Regions from separate parts of the Zea mays genome. Here region 1 is linked to region 2. A link is a contact called in public Hi-C data. All regions are on one chromosome and are shown on one strand. Each heading gives the region's core, a stretch centred on a gene start, on an enhancer-like site or on the middle of the called end of the contact. The rest is flanking DNA. Distances are from core to core; before and after follow the strand shown.

Evidence for each region. Hi-C and Micro-C count contacts between places; a contact is called where the count stands out from the background.
Region 1: a contact with region 2 is called in a Hi-C map of ear, with 4 times the contacts expected there. The contact joins the promoter of LOC103641836 here to the promoter of LOC100191428 in region 2. A contact is called at or near these places in 9 of 25 Hi-C or Micro-C datasets (bundle sheath, ear, endosperm and 3 more) and 1 of 3 datasets of contacts at active chromatin or transcription factors (leaf).

What each region holds. Positions count from the first base shown.
Region 1 is chr10:132,470,504-132,475,660 of Zm-B73-REFERENCE-NAM-5.0, reverse strand. LOC103641836 reads right to left here and starts at 3,783. Exons shown (of 17, transcript XR_004853289.1): 1 at 3,325-3,783; 2 at 3,141-3,199; 3 at 2,937-3,018; 4 at 2,708-2,775; 5 at 1,437-1,506; 6 at 849-930.
Region 2 is chr10:132,318,559-132,323,361 of Zm-B73-REFERENCE-NAM-5.0, reverse strand. LOC100191428 reads left to right here and starts at 2,990. Exons shown (of 2, transcript NM_001136861.1): 1 at 2,990-3,455. The coding sequence starts at 3,225.

The DNA of each region.
Region 1 (5,157 bases), core at 2,534-5,033, 150 kb before region 2:
TTCACGTTCGAGTACAGAGACTGAGTTGCGTGCTATGTCTCGTGACGGTAGAGGTGACATGGCTATGATGGTTGTTTGCTAATTTTGGTAATTTTGTGTCTATACTGACTCCCCTTTTGTCTGACAGTACTGATGCTATTAGTATTGCTCGTAATCCAGTAAAGCATGAGCTTACTAAGCATATTGTTGTTGATACTTATTATACACGAGCACAGATGTTGGATGATATTATAGATCTTCGCTATTTGTCTTCGGAGCTTCAGTTGGCTGATTTCTTCACCAAGGCACATACCAGACCTCAGCATCGATTCTATCTCATCCAACTTGAGTCTGAGGGGGGGTTAGATAGGACTCTATTTTTCTATTGTAACTCTATTTTCCTATTGTATATAGATAGGACTTTACGTTGTACCGGTGTATATATACTGGCCTTGAATACAAGTGATATTCATAATAGCCAACAAGGGGACGTTTTTTGTGTGTGCCACTAGGATTTGAACCTTGGCCGGTATCTCCCTCAACAGGGGAGCTTTACGCTACGCTATAAGAGTGTTTGTCACAATCCACTATTTTGTTTTTTGACCTAACATCATAAGCATAAACAGTAGAAAAAATGTTTGGTTTCTCAAATTTCTCCATAAGAACAATTGAATTGATGAGTTTCCTAATGTTTCAGGCCAATTACATCATGTTTCGACATGAGTTTGGCCATGACTCTATACAGACTAGCACTGAGAAAGGAAACCAGCACTCATGACATCGATCAGGAACAGGTTCTGAAAACCTTCTTATAAAAAAGGAATAGTAGGACACATTGTTATGATTTCTTTATGAATATAGAGAATTACCATCACAAAATGATTCAAGGTATAATCCAGCATTTCCCATGCGTTTGTGTGGGGTAACAAGGTTTGCATCCCAAGCTGCAACCTATTGAGCGACATGGCACCAGATGCCAAAAGCCACAGAAATCATTCAAAGTAAAACCAAGATATAGCAAAGTACATGATTAAAACGAAAATTAAAAGAAGAACAAAATCATGTATTTGTTTACTATCGCTTGCTATTTCATATCTATTCCTTTAAGTTGCATAAATAGAAATAGTCTTGACCATGTACTATGCCATCCTGAAAGCTATATATATGTATTTCCGCTTGTTACGATCTTTGCCATAAATGTTTCCAACTCAGTTTAAGCTTCACTGGAGTTGATCCATCCAACTTCCAAAACAAATTTATAATACCTAAAGTGAGTCTAATATTACTTAAAGTATGCAGCAGTTTCTTTGCCAAGATAAGAGGAAGATTAATGGGCCTATAGGGAGAGGTGTTTAACAAGACAGATAGTATAGAATAACCGGAACGTCCCTTGAATAAATGAAAAGGGGGGCTAGAATGGGGTGGGGGGGGGGCATGAAGTTATAACTTCTTGATACCTGCAGAAGATTTTCACGAGATTTTCTAATGTTAAACGTGAAATCTTCATTCCATGTTGGCTCCTTTGTCCTACAGTGATCAATTCATGAAATCACACTTCGAATCAACAATGCAAAGGACTAGAAATATTCAAGTTTTCTCTAGAAAATCATCCAAAAAACTCGACCAGCGAGGGGTAAGACTGTCCCGAGCATTGCATTAAAAAATAAAACATTCTCACATAAGGCGAGAAACCCCCGAACCCTTGCCCCGCCCATACATAGCGACATCACAGCCTATGTGAGAATAATTAGGATTAGGATATTAAAGGATGAGCACAGCTTGTGGTGCATGGCGGGAGCTAAAAAACTCCAAGGCCTAGGTCTAAAAGGGGCAACCTAATTTGTTGGGGTGTGGTCGGGTTTTGTGGTTTATGTCCTGTAGCTAGTTGGGTGTATTTTCCGCCCCTCATAATTGGTTCCCGTATGAGAGGGAGGTTGTTTGGGAACCTTTTTTCCTCTCTATAATTAATGAATCGCAGCTCTCCCTCGCTTTCCAAGAAAAGAATCAGGCCTTAGACCTATGCTTTGGCGTGGAACGAAAGAGTGGATTTTTAACCCCAACTTGAAAATTTGATCCCATGTAGAGTTGAATTGATGACCTAAGGAGTGCTACTTGTTAAAATTAAAGTGTATAAGTGGATTACCTACCTTTCTCCAATGACTTAAGATTTCCCATTAGCATAACCTTTTAGGCTGAACTTATTGGTATGTAACTTAATATGGTATCTAAGTCAAAGTTCTCGAGTTCGATCCTAGTAAATCAGCGGCAAAGCCAGCCTTGAGATTTGTCGGTGTCAAGATCATTTTATATGAGTGTCATCAACATTAAAAACAATATTTAAACAGTACTTTACACTATATTTTCTAAAATCTATCGGTGTCAGCTGACACCGGTAACTAGTTGTAGCTCCGCCCCTGTGTAAATGCAACTTAAGTCCTCCTGTGTTGAAGTGTGAAAGTGTATTGCTCACCACTTTTTAATAGCTTAATCTTTTGGGTTCATTTAGTTAGTGCGTCTACTCTAACACTACTCAAGCCACCAAACTAACTCAGCTAGAGGCCATTTTGCTCAAAACAGAATACCCACAAGTGTCATGTTATCCCGAATGAAATAAAACACTCATTATATAGTGCATAAGTCAATTTAATTTGCATATGTAAAGGAAATTCTTATTTATAATAGCACACCCAGACCCAGCATACACAAAAAAAAAGTATGAGTAACTCACGCCCATTTAATTTGGCTTTTTGCAGTTTGGCCATTCAGTTGTAGAATTACATAAGGATCACTAGTACCCTGAAAACAAAAGAATTGGCTAAGGGAATTGTTAGAGTAGAAAAGTAGCACTTTGATTAATAACTCCAAACATAAAAACGTTGTAGTGATCCACTAGAGAATGCGGCTTAATATAAATATAATGACTATTCAGCAGCATGCACAACTACGCATCATCATACCCATGGATCCATTGCAGGAAGGTTTATGCCTTTCTTCAGCCTGACGACAAGCCGTCCATCGTATACTTCACGAAGAAACACACTGCAATAGTTGTGGCATGGGTACATCATTCATAACATTTACAGTAACGGCTTAGCAATTAGCACCATATAGCTACAACAATTGGTCCAAGCTCTGTAAAGAAGGGTGGGCCTAGGACTTACTCGGACAGGAACACTGTCTGACAGTCAGCCGCATCAGTTTCGCGCCAGCCCACATCTGCCTGTGAAATACGACGACCAATCGTGCCACGTAAGCTAATCCATGGCGGTTGCCTCCACCACCGGCTTGGACTAGTCCAGTTCAAGGATAGGGACGAGTAGGTTGTGACGGGAGCAAAGTGCTCACCGGAGGACTGGTATAGGCTTCAAACGCGAACCCGGCGAGCACGACGGCGAGGTTGATGTCGAATGGCGGCCGCCGCGGCCCGTCGTCCTGCGCCACCAATCCCTCCCCAGAGCTCTCAGAATCTGGCTGCACGGCTGACGGCTGGCTGACGTCGCAGCTTATGCGGCACCTTGCCCGCAGCCCTGCCCACCGCCTCCGTCTCCCCCTCGTCGCGGCCCAGCACCGCCACACCACCGACCTGCATCCCGGCCGCCGCGAGTGCGCGGGAAGAACCGAGGTTGTTGCGCGCGCCGGCGCGACGCGGCATGCTACTGCGGGAGCACTGATCGAGGCCATATGGACTCGGCGATTGCCGTCGTTTTGGTTATGTTCACTTCGCTGTCGCTTCTAGCGAGGAGAAGCGCTCGCCGCTCGTCTGTTCGAGAGACTTCGAGTGGTGAGGGTGAAGAGAGAAGGCGCGCGCCACGAGCCCACGGTACATGATTGCGTTGCGCCACTTGCGCTGGCCTGCTCGAGGGCTCTGTGTCTGCTTGTGGGCCCCACTACGCTGGCAGTTGGGCCCAGTTACCACTGGGCACTGGGTGATCGTGCATTTCGCTAGTTGTCTGTGCTCATCAGAACGGTGACGGTAGATTGGTAGTGCAGCTAGTGCTCACGGCAATTGCCTGTGTTTGTCAGCAGTATAGGATCGCAAATCTGACAGCCTCGATCGATTTTTCCCTCGTCCCATATATGTTTAAAAAAACTGAGAATTTAGCTTCTCTGGTCTGGGCCAATATGCATTCGAATACGTCAGGTGTCCACTGTCCAGAAACGAAGTGTTGTTCGCAACAGGCACCAAAATCTCGTCAAGCAGCAGCTATACAATTCAAGACCGAGACCAGAAACGCGAGGCATGCCCTGCCGCGGCAATTTTGAAGACTTCCAGAAAGGTGTGCTTCCCATAGAAAGACTAAACTATGCTATAATCACCTTACTTCCTAAGACCGAGGAAGCAAAAGAATTAAAAAACTATAGACCAATTTGCCTATCAAATGTGAGCTACAAATTTATCACAAAAAACCTTAATAACAGGCTGGTATCATGCATTACTAAGGTCATTAGTAATTCGCAGTCAGGCTTCCTCAAGGGGAGGTACATCTTGGATAGTATAGTAACTTTACATGAGATTCTTCATGAGGTAAAAAGGAAAAACAAAGTGGAATAATGTTCAAAATTGATTTTAAAAAAGCATATGATAAAGTCAATTGATAGTTTTTATACCAAATGTTAGATAAAAAAGGCTTTGGAGAGAAATGGTGTGATTGGGTAATGAAAACAGTGAGGGGTGAAAAAGTGGCCGTTAGGACTAATGATACAATTGGTCCTTATTTCAATACGCATAAAGGGGTCAGGCAAGGGGATCCTTTCTCTCCTCTCCTCTTTAACATTGTGGCGGATGGACTAGCATGTTTGGTTAAAAAAACTCAAAATGATGGTCTCCTCGTGGGCATGGTTCCTCGCATTATCGAAAAAGGGGTAATCAGTCTGCAATAGGCAGATGACACAGTTTTTTGTTGCAAGATGATTTAAAAATGGCCAGAAATTTGAAGTTTATTCTCATTCTTTTTGAACAGATGTCAGGATCAAAAATCAATTTTCACAAAAGTGAAATATTCTATTTTGGTAGTGCTTTACAGGTCAAATAACTTTATTCAGATATTTTTACTTGTCCTGTAAATTTCCTCCCAATGAAATATTTGGGAATTCCCATTGACTGTAAGAAGTTAAGCAATACAAAATGGGCTTTAACTGATGAAAAAATGAACAAAAAATTAGGAATGTGGAAAAGTA
Region 2 (4,803 bases), core at 1,741-4,240:
ACACCCGGTGGGTGCGCTCGCGCGCACCCACCGGAACGAAACACAACCGAGAAAGGCCGGTCCCCTTGCAAAAAAGTGTGACAAAAGCCTCCAAGCGAGTACCAACACTCCCTTCGAGGCTCGGGGGCTACTGTCAGGGACCATAATTAGGGCTACCCCCAAGACTCCTAATCTCAGCTGGTAACCCCCATCAGCACAAAGCTGCAAAGGCCTAATGGGCGCGATTCAGGTCAAGGCTTCGTCCACTCAAGGGACACGATCCCGCCTCGCCCGAGCCCAGCCTTGGGCAAAGGCAGCCGACCCAGGAGGATTCACGTCTCGCCCGAGGGTCCCCTCAAGCAACGGACGCACCTTCGGCTCGCCCGAGGCCCAGGCTTCGCGGAGAAGCAACCTTGGCCAGATCGCCATGCCAACCGACCATATCGCAGGAGCATTTAATGCAAGGATCGCCTGACACCTTATCCTGACGCGTGCTCCTCAGTCGACAGGGCCGAAGTGACCACAGTCACTTCGCCGCTCCGCTGACCGACCTGACAGGAAAACAACGTCGTCTGCCCCGCTCCGACTGCTGTGCCACTCGACAGAGTGAGGCTGACAGCAGCTAAGTCCAGCCTCGGGCGCCATAGGAAGCTCCGCGTCACCCGACCCCAGAGCTCGGGCTCAACCTCGACGCGGGACGACGGACTCCGCCTCGACCGACCCCAGGGCTCGGACTCAACCTTGACCTCAGAAGACGGACTCCGCCTCGCCTGACCTCAGGGCTCGGACTCAACCTCGACCTCGAAAGACGGACTCCGCCTCGCCCGACCCCAGGGCTCGGATTCAACCTCGACCTCGGAAGACGGACTCCGCCTCGCCCGACCCTGGGGCTCGGACTCGACCTCGACCTCGGAAGACGGACTCCGCCTCGCCCGACCCTAGGGCTCGGACTCGACCTCGACCTCGGAAGACAGACTCCGCCTCGCCCGACCCCAGTGCTCGGACCGACCACGTCACAGGGGGGCCATCATTACCCTACTCCTAGCTAGCTCAGGCTACGGGGAACAAGACCGGCGTCCCATCTGGCTCGCCCCGGTAAACAAGTAATGATGGCACCCCACGTGCTCCATGACGATGGCGGCTCTCAGCCCCTTACGGAAGCAAGGAGACGTCAGCAAGGATCCAACAGCTCCGACAGCTGTACTTCCACAGGGCTCAAGCACTCCTCCGACGGCCACGACATCACATGAACAGGGCGCCAAAACCTCTTCGACTGCCACGACGACATGTACTTAGGGCTCTGGCTCCTCTCTGCTAGACACGTTAGCACACTGCTACACCCCCCATTGTACACCTGGGCCCTCTCCTTACGCCTATAAAAGGAAGGTCCAGGGCTCTCGTACGAGAGGGTTGGCCGCGCGGGAGAATGGGCTGGCGGACAGTCTATCTCTCTCTCTCTCCTTCGCGAACGCTTGTAACCCCCTACTGCAAGCGCATCCGTACTAGGCGCAGGACAACACGAAGGCCGCGGGTTCCTCTTTGCTGTCTTTCCCCCTTTTGTGTTCCGTCTCGTGCCGACCCATCTGGGCTGGGACACGCAGCGACAATTTACTCGTCGGTAAAAAAAAACCCAGAGTCGAAACGCCGACAGTTTTTAATGAGACGACATTACACTAACAGTCGATGACTAGCACGGGGCCATGCCGTGCCGTGCGGTGGGTCCGTTTGCTCATCTGTTGCGAATGCTTGTACCAGTGCCGCGAGCCTTAATTCAATAATCAACCAAACACCAAGATGAGCATATTTTGACCAGAGACACACGTCCATGTATCATGCTGTTGCTTCAATGAGGATACAATGAATTGTCCTGCTTAATTTTCTATTTCGTGAGTCGTACAAATGTAACAAGAAAATCACCGTTTGGCGATCAGATCACAAGCAACCTGCACTGCAGGTTAGAGCATCTCCAAAAGCTCCCCAGAAGTCTCTCATAAATCTATTTTTTTGGGAAAAACACAAAAACATGTTTTCAACAGTTCCCCTAAAGCGCCCCAACTTTTTCATAGCCCTTAAAACTCCCTCATTTGTAGCTACAAATGAGGGGTTTTTTAGGCTCCCCAGAAACAAACTGCTGCTTTAAGGGATCTGTTGGAGAAAGGATTAAAATTTACCCCTCACTTATTATTTAAATGTCCCTTAAAACTGATTTTGAGGAGTCGTTTTATGAAGAGCTCTTGGAGATGCTCTAATACGGTTATACCACGCTGTTTTTTTTTACCTTTTTTACGCCATGGTTGACTGGTTGTTTTACATTATATATATATAAGTTTGAAAATATATAAGGGTTTGAAAACCCTATTTTTAAGAGATTTCTATTTTTTAAAGAAAAATAAACTAATTTATTTTATGACTGATTTAATGATTAGGGATCACGAGAAGATCTATGGAGAGAAATCCCTTTAAAATTTAAAAATAAGGGGTAGTTTGGGAACACCATTTTTCTAGGGGATTTCCATTTTTCCAAGGGAAAATGAACTAATTTTCCTTGGAAAATGAAAATACCATAGGAAAATATAGTTCCCAAACTAGCCCTAAATAGCAAGAGAATTTCTTCTCCCAATAATTCTTGATCACCAAATCAGTCTAGTTAGTTTGAGAACTCCATTTTCTTTATAGATTTTTATTTTTTAAGGGAAATTATTTTATTTTCACTTATAAAAATAGGAATCTCTTAAAAAATGGAGTTTGAAGATAAAAATGTATTGAAAAATGAGATTGTCAAACTAACCTTCGGCTTTGTATTTTAAAGCGAGGGACCGAGGCCCAGCCAAGATGGCTAAAAAGGCCCACGGTTCCAACTAGGCGGGCCCATCACCGCCGCCGCCCGCCGGCACCGCCAACGAACCCTCCACGCTAACACGTCTCTTAATTCAAACACCCAGCTGGTTCCGTTACTCCTCCTTGTACGCTTCCTCCCGCGGCCACGAGAGAGACGAGTCAAAACAAGACACGAGCCGCACCCGCACCTCAAACGCTCCACCTCCACAGCTCCACTACCTCCCATGTCGGCTCTGCTCCCCTCCAAAACCTGCCGCCGCTTCCTCTCCCCGCACTCCTATCGGCAGCCATCGTATAATCCGTAGGCGGGTGGCGGTGTAGAGCCCCACGCCACGTCCCCGCGAGCAGTAGTCTGCGAGCCGGTTGGCCCGGCCGGGAGGAGGCGGTTTGGTTTGTGCTTTGAAGCGATGGAGGGTGCGTGGAGGAAGGTCAGGCAGGCGCTGGGCCTTCGCCTCTGCGTGCACGCGCCCGCGGCAGGAGGTGGAAATGTCCAGCCGGCGCAGTCGGGCGCGGGCGGTTGTCGGCGGGATGCCGCGGTGGCGGTGGCGGCGCCGGGCGAGTCGGGGCCGAACACCCCGGCGGGTGCGATCCGCCGGTCCAAGTCCGGGGGCAAGTCCTCCTCCTTGCACTCCTCCAAGGTGAGATTGAGATACGAGCGTTTTGAGTTTTTTTTCTCAATTGTGATGTGGTTTCAATCGATAGAAGAAAAACGCCCCGGTTTGAATGCTTGCTTTTGATCGGGGATTTGGGCGTGCTGGTAATTTCTGCCTTGCGTTTAGTTAGTTGGGAATTCAAATGCATGCTATTGGTAGTATAACGCGCCCTGCGTGTTCGATGTTTTTGTTGGCGATCTCCGTGTTGGGTTTTCGCTCGGATAGGACGCATTCTCAGTGCGAAACCTGTGTTTCACTAGCTGTTTTTAAATTTTTCCATGGAGACTTGCTCTTCTTCGGCATGAGTAGAATTTACGCTCGCTGGTTGTGCTTGTGCGCTTCTAGTAGGCTTATCATTCACCCATGCTAACAATTACAATACCCAGCTTTGATTATATGGATACAAATATAAATTGAATACGAATTGGTTACTGAATATCAGGACTCGGATACGGGATCTTAGCCCTTTTAGATGGATCGAATGCGAATATGTACAGATAATATTCGTACCATTTATATCCCTATTTAGCATGGCAGGCGACAGCATAAAGAGAAAATAAAGAAAGTAAATTGTATATGATTGACATTGTGTACTTGATTGAAGGCGAAGAATAAAGAAAACAAAGGAAAGAAAGAAGGAAAGGAAATAAAGAAAATAAAGGAATGAAAGATAAAATAAATAAGGAAAGAAAGCGTCCCGACCGTGGTGTTTGTGGGATGGGAGTGTGGGGATGAGTGATGATCTGAAGAATATCGTCCGATGGATGCGAGATGGATGCGAGTAAGAGAAATGAGAAGTTAATTTAGGATCTTGTACGTTTATTTTTAATGTGTTGACTTTTTATGTGTATTTATTGGAGTGGCTCTAGATTTATTTAAAGTGATGGAGTATACAGTATATAAGTATAGATATAAATATAGATATACTATATCATTTTGGCGTTACTGCTTTGCCTCCATTTTATTCTCTCCCTTCAGAAGGACAATCACCCAATTACTGTCCAAAACGAAGAACAAAACATTTGAATTCCTCTATTTTCGTAACATAAGCTGATTCCTAGAGATCCACATGCCTAGCGTACCAGCTGTTGTTTGTTCTGTATTCTCTAATGTCTCCGTTAGTCAATGCTTCATGGCTCAATAATGTCATTCATGTCGAAAGATTCATACGCAATATTATGCCAGCTGTGGCCTGCTCGGTATCCTCTGGCGTCTCTTTTTTAGTCAATGGCTTTCCTTAGGTAACTGCTTAACGCAAGACGCTTCCCTATCCCATCCATCGTATCTGTACTTCACTTGCTCCCCTTCTTGATAAGGAAAGGGAAAAAAAAGC